2 separate regions of the Mus musculus genome follow, and region 1 is linked to region 2. Evidence: chromatin contacts called from public promoter capture Hi-C data. All regions are on one chromosome and are shown on one strand. The core of a region is the stretch at or near the end of the contact, and the rest is flanking DNA. Distances in the headings are between cores, read along the strand shown. Region 1 holds the start of Adgrg1 (adhesion G protein-coupled receptor G1). Region 2 holds the start of Ccl17 (chemokine (C-C motif) ligand 17).

Region 1 (5,261 bases), core at 1,710-4,209, 170 kb after region 2:
GCTACTGGGGGTGGGCTCTAGAGCAGTGAGCTCACACACCCACATGCCCCTGAAGAATGGCTTCTGCCAGGGGTGGCCATAGGGAGACAGTCCTTGTCCCTGGAAGCAGTGGGGACCACCTCCATTCAGTAGCAGGAACAGCACTGAGCGCAGGGAGGATTGCCAAAAGCCAGTAACTTAACCTTCTGCTCTGCACTGGGGATGGGGAGCATTTATGGGGTATTTAGACATGTGTCAGCCATTGAGAGGGACTGAGTGTCTTCTCAGGGAGTCCTCACAGCCTGGAAAGGTGCCCCTAACACCTGCTGTGCACACATAGGAGGCTGAGGGAGGTGACTGAACAGCAGGTGGGGCTGGGCTTCAGGCAGTCTGAACTAGCAATCCCCACCCCCACCCCTTACCCCACCCTACCCCCACCTCATCATTTCTACTGCCCGCCCCACAGGGTGTTTGTTTTCTGAACCAGAGAGGCCCAGGCACCTAGGACTTACTAGGCAAATATTAGCTCAGTGGATAAATACAGGAACTAGGGAAAAATGCCCCAGTCAGAAGCCCTGCCTGAGTTCACACCTGCCACCGTGGGTGAAGCCAACACCTTCGCAAGGTTCAAGAGGAGCTCAGCCATGGCTTTCCACAGAGATGGGGAGCTCACCCCCTGACCTTGTGGGCTCCACCAGCTCTGAGAGGGAACATGGAAGCTTGAAAACACGGGGTACACACCTGGGGACTCCCTCACCTTCTCACGAGGTACCCAGGAAGGGGAGGGCTCTGTATTCTTTTCTCTGTCGTCAGTGATGGGTGGGAACAAGCCTGATTCTGGAGTTCAGCTGCCTGGGTGTGACTTCAAGCCTATTCCTGGGCCTGACTCTTGACTTGCTTGGGTGTACCCTGCCCCTCAGGGCCAGGATGCTGCTCCCTCCAGGATGAAGGAGAAGTCAGGTGTGACCTAGAGTTTACATTTGGCTCAGGTCTAGCTGCCCGGATTATGGTGGTTACAATCCATCTCTGCAGGTAGCAGGTCTGAGACTTGGATAGGTTCTGGTTACATTTCATTTCCTTAACCTACTGTACTAGGGGATGGTCTGGGTCACCAGGAGACCATACCTTCAGACTCACAAATGCTCCTCAGTGCCTACCTACCCTGCCAGGGCTCACTACTTTTCCAACTCTTGTTATCATTGGAGGGCAAGCAGGGCAAAAGAAGGGGTCCCCATTTGATATATGACCTGCGGCACAGAGAGGTTAAGCAACCTTTCCAAGGAAACCCAGTGAAAGTGGGCTCAAGACTGGGATTCTAGCACCAGTCCTTGCTATTAGGTGACAGAATGGTAGCTATATCACATGACGAGGCCCCTGAGGACATAGAAGAGGATGTGAAGTGTGGGTGTCACAAGTTAGGGATACAAGAAATCACTGGCACTCCCCTGTGTCCTTATCAGGGCAGACAGTGCCTCTGGGGCCATGGGGATCTGTAGTCAAGCTTTTTCTCTGGGTCCTTTTTTTGACATTCATCTTCCTTGGCTCCTCCCCACCCCCATCTGCTCAGTTCTAGAGATCCAGTTTGTGCTGGGCAGAGCAAGTTTGCATGCCCACCCTGTAGCCAGAAGTTCCCACGTGGAAGGGGTTATGGCGGGATTGAGAGTCCCAGTGGGGCCTATGCAGACAGGTGCTTATGTCATCTCAGGGGACTGGTGCTCCCTTTTGATATCCTTCTCAACTCTGTGGCCTCGTCTCTGTCTTTGGTTCCTTCATTCAGTTGCACAGCAGTGAGCACCCTCCTCCTCCTCATCCCTAAAGTCAGGATCACCGACCCCAGGGCCTTTGCACAGACTCTTCCATCCACTAGAATGCTCTGCTCTTGGTACCCCGTAGGCTGCCTCCTTGGATGCTGTCTACACTCAAGCATCATTTCTCACCGTGAATCCAGCCCTGCTCCTTTATCAACTCCCCTCACCATATTTTCTCCCCATTATTCTTACTATAGCTCTGGATAGATTTCATATTTATTGCTCATTAAATTTATGATCTGTATCCCTGCAGCTTTGAGCGGGCAGGGATTTTAGTATATGGCTTGTAGCTGTCGCTCCTATGCCCTGCACAGTGCCTGGATCACAGCAGGCTTTCCACAAACATGTGACGGAATCCATCCGCTGGTCCATCTGTCCATCCACCTATCTATCTATCCATCCATCTTTTCTTATCCACTCACTAGCCATACATCTTCCCTCTAGACCAGACCCTATTCTGGCCCTGCTCTGGTAACTGCTGGGGAAAAGCAGACAAGACAAGCATGGGGATTGACCTGAGGGGCAAGAAACACAGTGGCGGAAAAACATGGCGGGAGGGCCCGGTGGGGAGGGAAGCGAGGTAGATCCTAGGGGACTGACAACCCCATGGGCCTGGCCCACAACAGTGTTTCATACCCCTTGCTCAGAGGATCAGCTTCTGCTTGGATTGGCGTCCTCAGGGAAGTATGGCTCAGCCAGCAGGTCTCTATGTTGGGAGCTAGGTGTGTGCATCAGGACTCACACACATACCCCGCCCCCATACTAGTGCCTGATTGCAAGAGCATTGAAAGAGAGGTGGGTGGCAGGGTCTGAAGGAAGTGCCTGCACGAGGCCTCTCTCCATTGGTGGAGCTCGCCTGGACTTCTCCCCTTGGCCCCCTTCCAAGATACCTGGGGCAGCTGCCACCTCCCATCCCTAGCAAAAAGCTCCAGTTCCTGCCCCCTCACCTTCTGCCTGCTCTGATCCCACCTGAGTCCAGCAGGACATATTGTGAGAGCCCCACCCACAGCCCCGGAGCCCTCCTGTATCCAGCCTGTGGCTGGTGTGAATGGCGCTGCAGACAGGATATGGTCTGAAGAGGCTGGAGAAGCCACAAAGGGCTGGCAGTTTGCAGGTGTGTGTGGGCGTGGCGGCCTGCCTCCCACAGCCTGAAAAGGGTCTCTGAAGCCCAGAGACAGCGTGATCCCGGCCTCCCACGGGGCAGCTTTTACTGTCTAGGGAAGAAATCCCCAAAGTCCATGGAGTCTGAAGACTCTGTCAAGCCTCGCTAGGAAACCTAGGAGTTTTAGAGGGCACTTGGCACCGGAAGCTAGCCGGGTAGGCGGAGCCTCACCTGGATTGAGTTCACAGCTGCCTAGACAGGCTCAGACTAGGTGCTGGGCACCTGGGAGGAGGAGGAGACATTAGCAGCAAAGGCTGTTAACAGAAGTGCCTGCCTAGGCTTGGAGGCAAGACGCTGCTGTTCACAGTGCGAGACGGAGGTAAGAGAGGGCAGCGGGTACGGCATGCACTTCGCCTGGCCTGGCCCGCTTGACCTTAGTCTAAGGTTTAGCGCAGTGCTTGGGAGTTCTCGAGTGTGTGCTGGATCGTATCTCCCAGGGAACGACTGAGTTTGAGGTTCTAGCTGGTCCTAGGATACTCCTTGCCGCTCAGAGTGTGGGGCTGGGCGTGCTCACGAGGGGGCACTGGAACACGTTGGCCAGCTGTGTCCCTCTTTGCTCAGAAGGGCACCACTGCCACGAGGGCCAGAGTGAAGCTTGGACCCTGGCGTGTGGTTGAGGACTGGCGGCATGAACCCCATTTTTCCCTTTGTCCCTAGTGCTTCCCAAGCAGTTTCCTCCTGAGATCCACGGGGGCGGGGAGGGCGGGGGGTGGGGGGACCGGTTTAGCAGCAGCTCACTTTGGTTGTTTGACTTTTGAGGAGGAAGAGGCAGGCAGCCTTTCCTGGTAAGCCAGCAAAAGGGTAGATAGAGCTCATGTATATGTCTCTCTGTTGCTGCCAGCCACAGGTCCCCATGCCTGTCAGCCCAGGTCTGTCACCCCGTCTGCAAGAGTCACTAGAGGGGGTCCCAAGAGTGCACACCTCCTACCAGTTGCTTCCCCCACATGGTAACCCCAAAGATGCACCCAGATAGGTAAAAGTTCAGGCTTGCCATGGCCTCTGGTGGGACCCTGGCATTCCTTCCAGCTGGACCCATGTCCCTAGCTGTACCATGATGGAGATAGACGGGCCCCCAGATGTCAAATCATATATGGCTTCTAAAGCCCCAGTGCCCAGCCCCCAGCCCTAGCTCACAGCCCCCACTCAACCAGACAAAGGTGGGCGGCTGGCGCCGCTGTTTGCCTCTGCCAGTCTGACTCCCTGAGGCGTGTGGGCTGCATGGTGGGCCCCTGCTAATGAGCATCTGTTATCACTCCATTATGCCGCCTGCGCCACCTGCACCCCAGCACTTAGTGGGAGACCCCGGGGGGTTCCCTGGCAGCTGGGCAGAGGGGCATGCAGAAGGCAGGAGGTGTTGGGGGGGGGCAAGGTCTTCCGGGGCTAGGGGGCCCCATGCTCTGTGGGATTTCTACAAAGTACTTAGGATTCCAGCTCTTTATTGTATCAAAAGAGAAGTGCTGGGGATGGGCGGGGTGTAATCGCCACACTAGGATGGATGAGGCAGATCGGTTTTGAGTTCCAGGCCAGCCTGGGCTACGTGGAGAGATGCTGTATTGAAAGAAAAAGGGGGAGGGAAAAAGGGGAGGAGGTGGTGGCAGTCTAGGGGGATTTTGGGTGAGGAAACGAGTGTCTGTGAATTCCCAAGTGAGTCTCCCCAGCCAACATCTCACAAACGCATCTGTGCTGTGTATGTATTGAGAAGGGGATGTGGTTGCACATGAGGGCACAACCAAGATTCCGGTCCTGGAGACTGGCAGTGAGTGACCTGGCATAGTGTTCTTCGTAAGATGGAATGACCTACCCATTCTTCGTACGGGGCTGTACTGTCTTGTGGGGTAGTCCCTAAACCTCTCTGGGCTTCCCTTGCCTGCCTTGGTACCGAGGAGATAATGCTTCTCTGCTTGATCAGAGACAGTTGGACCAGTTCTGGTATCTGAGCAGCTTCCACTCAAACCTCAGGACAGGACCCGGGGAGGGGCGGCATAGACCGGGCACAAGTGTGAAACAGTTGGCAGCAGCTGACATGGCCTTTTTGGGGAATGCTAGTCACCTCAGACCATGCTTGGCTCTCTAGCTGAGGCAGGGTGGCTTCTGTGGAGGGTCGAAGTCCCTCTGTTCCTGCACACTGGAGATATTTTAGGAGCAGCCTCAAGGGGCTAGGGAGATAACTCAGCTGGCAAACATGCTTGCTGTGGAAGCATGAAGGTCTGGGTTTGGATTCCCCAGCGCCACAGTAAAAAGCTGAGCTTGGTGGTTTGTGCTCGTACTCGAGAGAGGCAGAGACAGGAGGGTCTCCAGCAAGTCTAGCTGAA
Region 2 (4,875 bases), core at 1,130-3,629:
ACAGGGGTGCAGCCAGACAAGCTGAAGGCAAAGGCCCTCCTCAGCTGTGGCTGTAGGGAACAGGGGTGCAGCCAGACAAGCTGAAGGCAAAGGCCCTCCTCAGCTGTGGCTGTAGGGGAGGGCAGAGAGTCAGGCAGCCACGGGACTCCAAGGGAAGCAGAGAATCACTAGGAAGGATGGATGGCCAAAGGAAGATCCTACCTTTGCCAGTTCTACCATCTTAGTAGGCTCCTGGGAACTATGTGGACTTCCCCCTACAGGGGATGAAATTGACACCCAGAGAACATTTGTGAGATGCCCTAGGTCACACAGTAAAACAATGGCATAGGACCCTGACCACAGGGAAGTTTGGACAAAGTAGGGGAAAGCCCAGGCCTCAGGACCTGAAATAGTCAGCATCCTGCAGGGCAGAGAGGATGCCTGGACTTTCTCCTCTTGATCTCAGGAGTGTCCCTGGGACTGATGGGTTTATACTCTGAGCACTGTTCCCAGGAGACTGGTCTCAACAGATAACGGCTGCTGTTCTTACCCTCACTCCCCCACCCTCACCCCTGAGACAGGGTTTCTCTATGTAACCCCAGCTGTCCCGGAACTCACTCTGTAGACCAGACTGGCCTCGAACTCAGAAAAACTCAGAAAAAACTTCCTCTGTCTCCCAAGTGCTGGGATTAAAGGCGTGCACCACCACCGCCCGGCTAGGATTTCTTGAACCCAGGATTTTGAGAGTAGCCTGGGCAAAAGGGCAACATAACAGGTTCAAACTCACAGAGCTCCACCTGCCTCTGCCTCCCAAGTATTGAGTCTAAAGGCGTGTGCTACCACCACCTGGCTTTTACCATCATCACCTTCTAGTGAAATTTTAATGGCAGTTCAATGATGAATATGGAGCCAGACCTGACAGCATGAGAGGGGGTGAGGGAGGGTGAAACTGCCTCTGGTCACTTAGGGGCAAGGAGAAGCCAGGCCCAGAACTCAAGTGTCAGATTCAAAGCCTTAGCACCTGCCTGCCACAGTACTGCACACCTCGGGACAGGTATTTAGAGAATGGACGGCTTTGGCCTGGGAAGACCTCTTAGTCTGGGAGAATGAGCAAATTTAGTGATGCTGTGGCCGTAGGGCAGGATTGAAGGAAAATGGAGATATGAGAAGGGTAAGGGGCCCCCTCAGCCTGGGTCTGTGTTTCTTGCTGACTGAGAGCCAAAAGTTCTAACAAAATGGCAGGAGGAGCTGGGGTGTGGCTCAGGTTGTAGAGTGTCTGCTAGCACATGAGTGCAAAACACCTATGCACACAAATGTAATAAATAAATGTTAATAAATTAAAATTTTAAAGAGTAAAACACACGGCGGCACATGCCTTATCTGTGAGACACTCTGGGTCACACTGCAAAGCAGTGACATTTCCCTTTATTGTGATAGCGTCTCACCAGCACCTGTGAACCCCGGTAGCTCAGGCTGGCCTCAAACTTGGAACCTTCCTACATCAGCCTCCCCAGTAGCTGGGATGCCGGTTCTTTTTCTCAGTAAACCCTGGCTTTGCTTAATAGTGACTTGTCCTGAAACTCTTTTCTGGGCACTGTTGTTAACAGTCTGGGTATGCTGAAAATTCACACAGATTTCTTAACAGTCTGCTTAAGGCCTGGGGATGCTCTATGGGCTTCTAGGGCAGCCTCTGGCATGCAGCTCCTATAGAGGTGAGCATCGCCCCCCCCACACACACACACACCATTCATTCTGCTCATAACAGAAACGAGGTGGTGCTCTATTTCTGGGAGCTGAGCTTTCCAACCCACTAAAGCACACATGCAGATACACCGTGATTAAAGCCCCTCTCAGCTTAGCCTCCTGGGGTAAGGGCCAGCCTGGGGAAGGACAGGAAGACAGGCTCAGCTTCAGCTGAACCTCTGGGTTCCCCAAAATAGGGTGGGACTAGGCCTCTTCTACTGAACATCCCTGTAACCTGCTCACCCTCCTGTGGACCTTCTGGACCCCAGAGCCCTGACTGGCATAGTCCCTATGATCTCTGTTTGGTCCCCTACCCTGCCTCCACAGGGTACCAGGCACAAAGGAAGTTCACCAGTACTAGGACAAGGGATGAGATGAGTTGAGGCTGAGGCCTTGGATCCTGCTAATAGAGGAACCAAGAAATGTTCCCTTTGAAAAGAGAAGTAAGTCATTGCCCTTACCCCAGACACAGACCCCCTCCCCTGTCCCGAGTCGAGTGACCATTCTCTGGAAAGCCACAAACATTCCCAAGCTGGGCTTCTACTAAGTTATCTCAAATTCTTTGAATTTCTCTAGTCTGGAAGGATTATAGGAGGGGACAGGAAGCGTGGGATAACCTCCAGAGAGGTTAAATAGGTCACCTCAATGCTGGGCACCAAGACAGGCAGAAGGACCCATGAAGACCTTCACCTCAGCTTTTGGTACCATGAGGTCACTTCAGATGCTGCTCCTGGCTGCTCTGCTTCTGGGGACTTTTCTGCAGCATGCCAGAGCTGGTAAGAGCCGGGCACAGACAGGATAGGGCAGATGGGAACCATTCACCCACACAGAGACCAAGGCAGAGACACAAGCTGTGTGACTTATACCCTGTCTGTTCTTAACAGGGGTCACCAGGGGGTGGCCACAGGAGCACTGGAGGGAGGATAATGGTTCTGAGGATGCTGGGATGATGTCAGGTGCCTGACCTGGACACATACCTTATTCTGAGATGTTAGGACATAGTGGCCTTGATTGTGGGCTCATGATGCAGAACGAACGATTCTCAGAATCGCTACCATTTGTTTCATTAATGGGCTTCATGTATCATCAGGGAACAACATAACAACGGAGCATTGGTTCCAAGAATGTATGAAAAGATTTTTATATTTAGTTTAGAACGGGAAGTTGAAATGAGGTTCCTAGATTCAGACAGCTGCATATGCAGACACACACAGATGAATATGCAAACTTGCAGACACAGGAGAGCACACACACACACCAAGAACAAACAGAATACAAAGTACATGCAGTCCCCACCCACAGGCTCACACAGGCATACATCGGAACATTCCATGGGTCCTCAGGCACATGGCCTGACTCTCAGGACACCTGCTTCCTATTGCTCTTCCAGCTCGAGCCACCAATGTAGGCCGAGAGTGCTGCCTGGATTACTTCAAAGGGGCCATTCCTATCAGGAAGTTGGTGAGCTGGTATAAGACCTCAGTGGAGTGTTCCAGGGATGCCATCGTGTGAGTATCCCTCTGTCCCACTCCTCTGCCTAGAACCCAGAGTGGGAAGTGGGTGGGCCTTGGAGTGCCCAGGAAGGCCACTGGGAAAGAAGGAAGAGAGGACAAGCCTGATTCCCCTAAAGGCAGTTTTGGGAACCCAGGGATACTCTTGTACCCCACACAGCTGAGGGGGTCCAACCTCTTTATGTATGGTGAAACTGAGTTTCCAAGATGGATAGGACATCCCAGGTAACAGAGCCAGTAGGCAGTAATACTGTCACCTCTCACTCTGGGTCTGAGCTGAGTAGAGACTAACACACAGCCTGAGGCTCTTTCTCTCAGGCTCAAGGTGCTCTGAGGAGAGAGGAGGCTAGGCATGAAGTCCTACTGCTCAGTGTTCAGGTCAATGCAGATGTGGCTGGTGGCCAAACCCTGAAGGCCTTCCTGGGCTCTTACTCACTGCTTTCTCCTACATAGGTTTCTGACTGTCCAGGGCAAGCTCATCTGTGCAGACCCCAAAGACAAACATGTGAAGAAGGCCATCAGATTGGTGAAAAACCCAAGGCCATGACCTTCCCGCTGAGGCATTTGGAGACGCCAGGGCTGCTGTCCATGGTTTCAACATAAAACGGCCTGTGACCAGCAGAGCCCAAGAGCAGCCACAGAGCAGAAGTCCCTGTTCCCTTTTTTATGGACTCTTATGCACTACAGGCGAACACAAAAAAAAGCAACGGAATAAAGCCTTCCTCCCTCAGACTGGGTCAGTACGTTCTGTCCCCACAGTGCAGAACGCCTTCCATTCTAGCTGATCACACAGGGAGAGTCCTCACAGGACAGCTGCGCCTGCTCTGCCCAGGTTAACTGAGGCTGAGAGGGACACATGGCCCCATACAAATGAGAGGTGGAACTGGAGAGACGTGGTCAAGGGCAGGGCAGAGCAGAAGTGGTGAAGGAGCCTAGCAGGTCCCTCACAAGTGTCCCCCTCCCTCTGTACCCCATGGAAAGTGTCCAAAGGAATCCCAAGGAGGGCCTGTCTTCTCTGTACCCCAAGTGTCCCAATCACCCCAAGACCAGCCCCTATTATTGTCCCACATGAAGCTGAAGTCATCCAACCTGCGCTGGACTCTGCCACATGTCCAGACCCTTCTGAGTGTGTCTGCCTTCCTGGAGGCCCTGTCTCTCCTCCTTCATTTCTGAGTCCCCCCCCCCCCCCCCCACTGCAATCTGTTCTGCCCCCAGCTCCAGGCTCACGATTCCTCCTCTGTCCCCTCTGCACATGGGGCACTGTTGATGCCGACCGCACAGGCCCTGGGGTTTCTTCCCAGGCTCTTGGGGGCTGGCTACCTTTCCACTGGGCTCTGATGCTGGTGGTTCACTAAACTATGCCTATGTGTGCTTGCAGACCTGGCTCTGCCATTCTACAGAGGACTCTATGAGCACTCTGGGACTTCCGTGAGCCGCTGAAGGAATGGTACAGGGGTCTAGAAAGCCCTGTGTCCAAGCCTAGCTCAGAGCTGGGGCTGGACTGCTAAGGTCTCGTATTCCAGGTCAACCATGCTCAGTCAGCATGCCTCTCTTTCTAGGACAGGTTGTGGCACAAGCAAGGGTCTTCCTTTTCCCAGTCTGTCTGGGCTGCAACAGCGAGTTATCTGAGAGGGTTTTTTGT

Evidence for each region. Capture Hi-C pulls out chosen DNA fragments and counts their contacts.
Region 1: a promoter capture Hi-C map of adipose tissue shows a contact between it and region 2. The contact joins the promoter of Adgrg1 here to the promoter of Ccl17 in region 2. A contact is called at or near these places in 4 of 39 promoter capture datasets (embryonic stem cells, liver, second pharyngeal arch cranial neural crest and 1 more) and 3 of 9 other capture datasets (adipose tissue, liver and pancreatic islet).

What each region holds. Positions count from the first base shown.
Region 1 is chr8:94,974,150-94,979,410 of GRCm38.p6, forward strand. It overlaps Adgrg1 (adhesion G protein-coupled receptor G1), which reads left to right and starts at 2,960. Exons shown (of 14, transcript NM_001198894.1): 1 at 2,960-3,268. It overlaps Gm30968 (a long non-coding RNA gene), which reads right to left and starts at 2,579. Exons shown (of 4, transcript XR_879113.3): 1 at 2,424-2,579.
Region 2 is chr8:94,808,074-94,812,948 of GRCm38.p6, forward strand. It overlaps Ccl17 (chemokine (C-C motif) ligand 17), which reads left to right and starts at 2,380. Exons shown (of 3, transcript NM_011332.3): 1 at 2,380-2,498; 2 at 3,113-3,230; 3 at 3,687-3,963. The coding sequence starts at 2,399. The coding sequence ends at 3,780.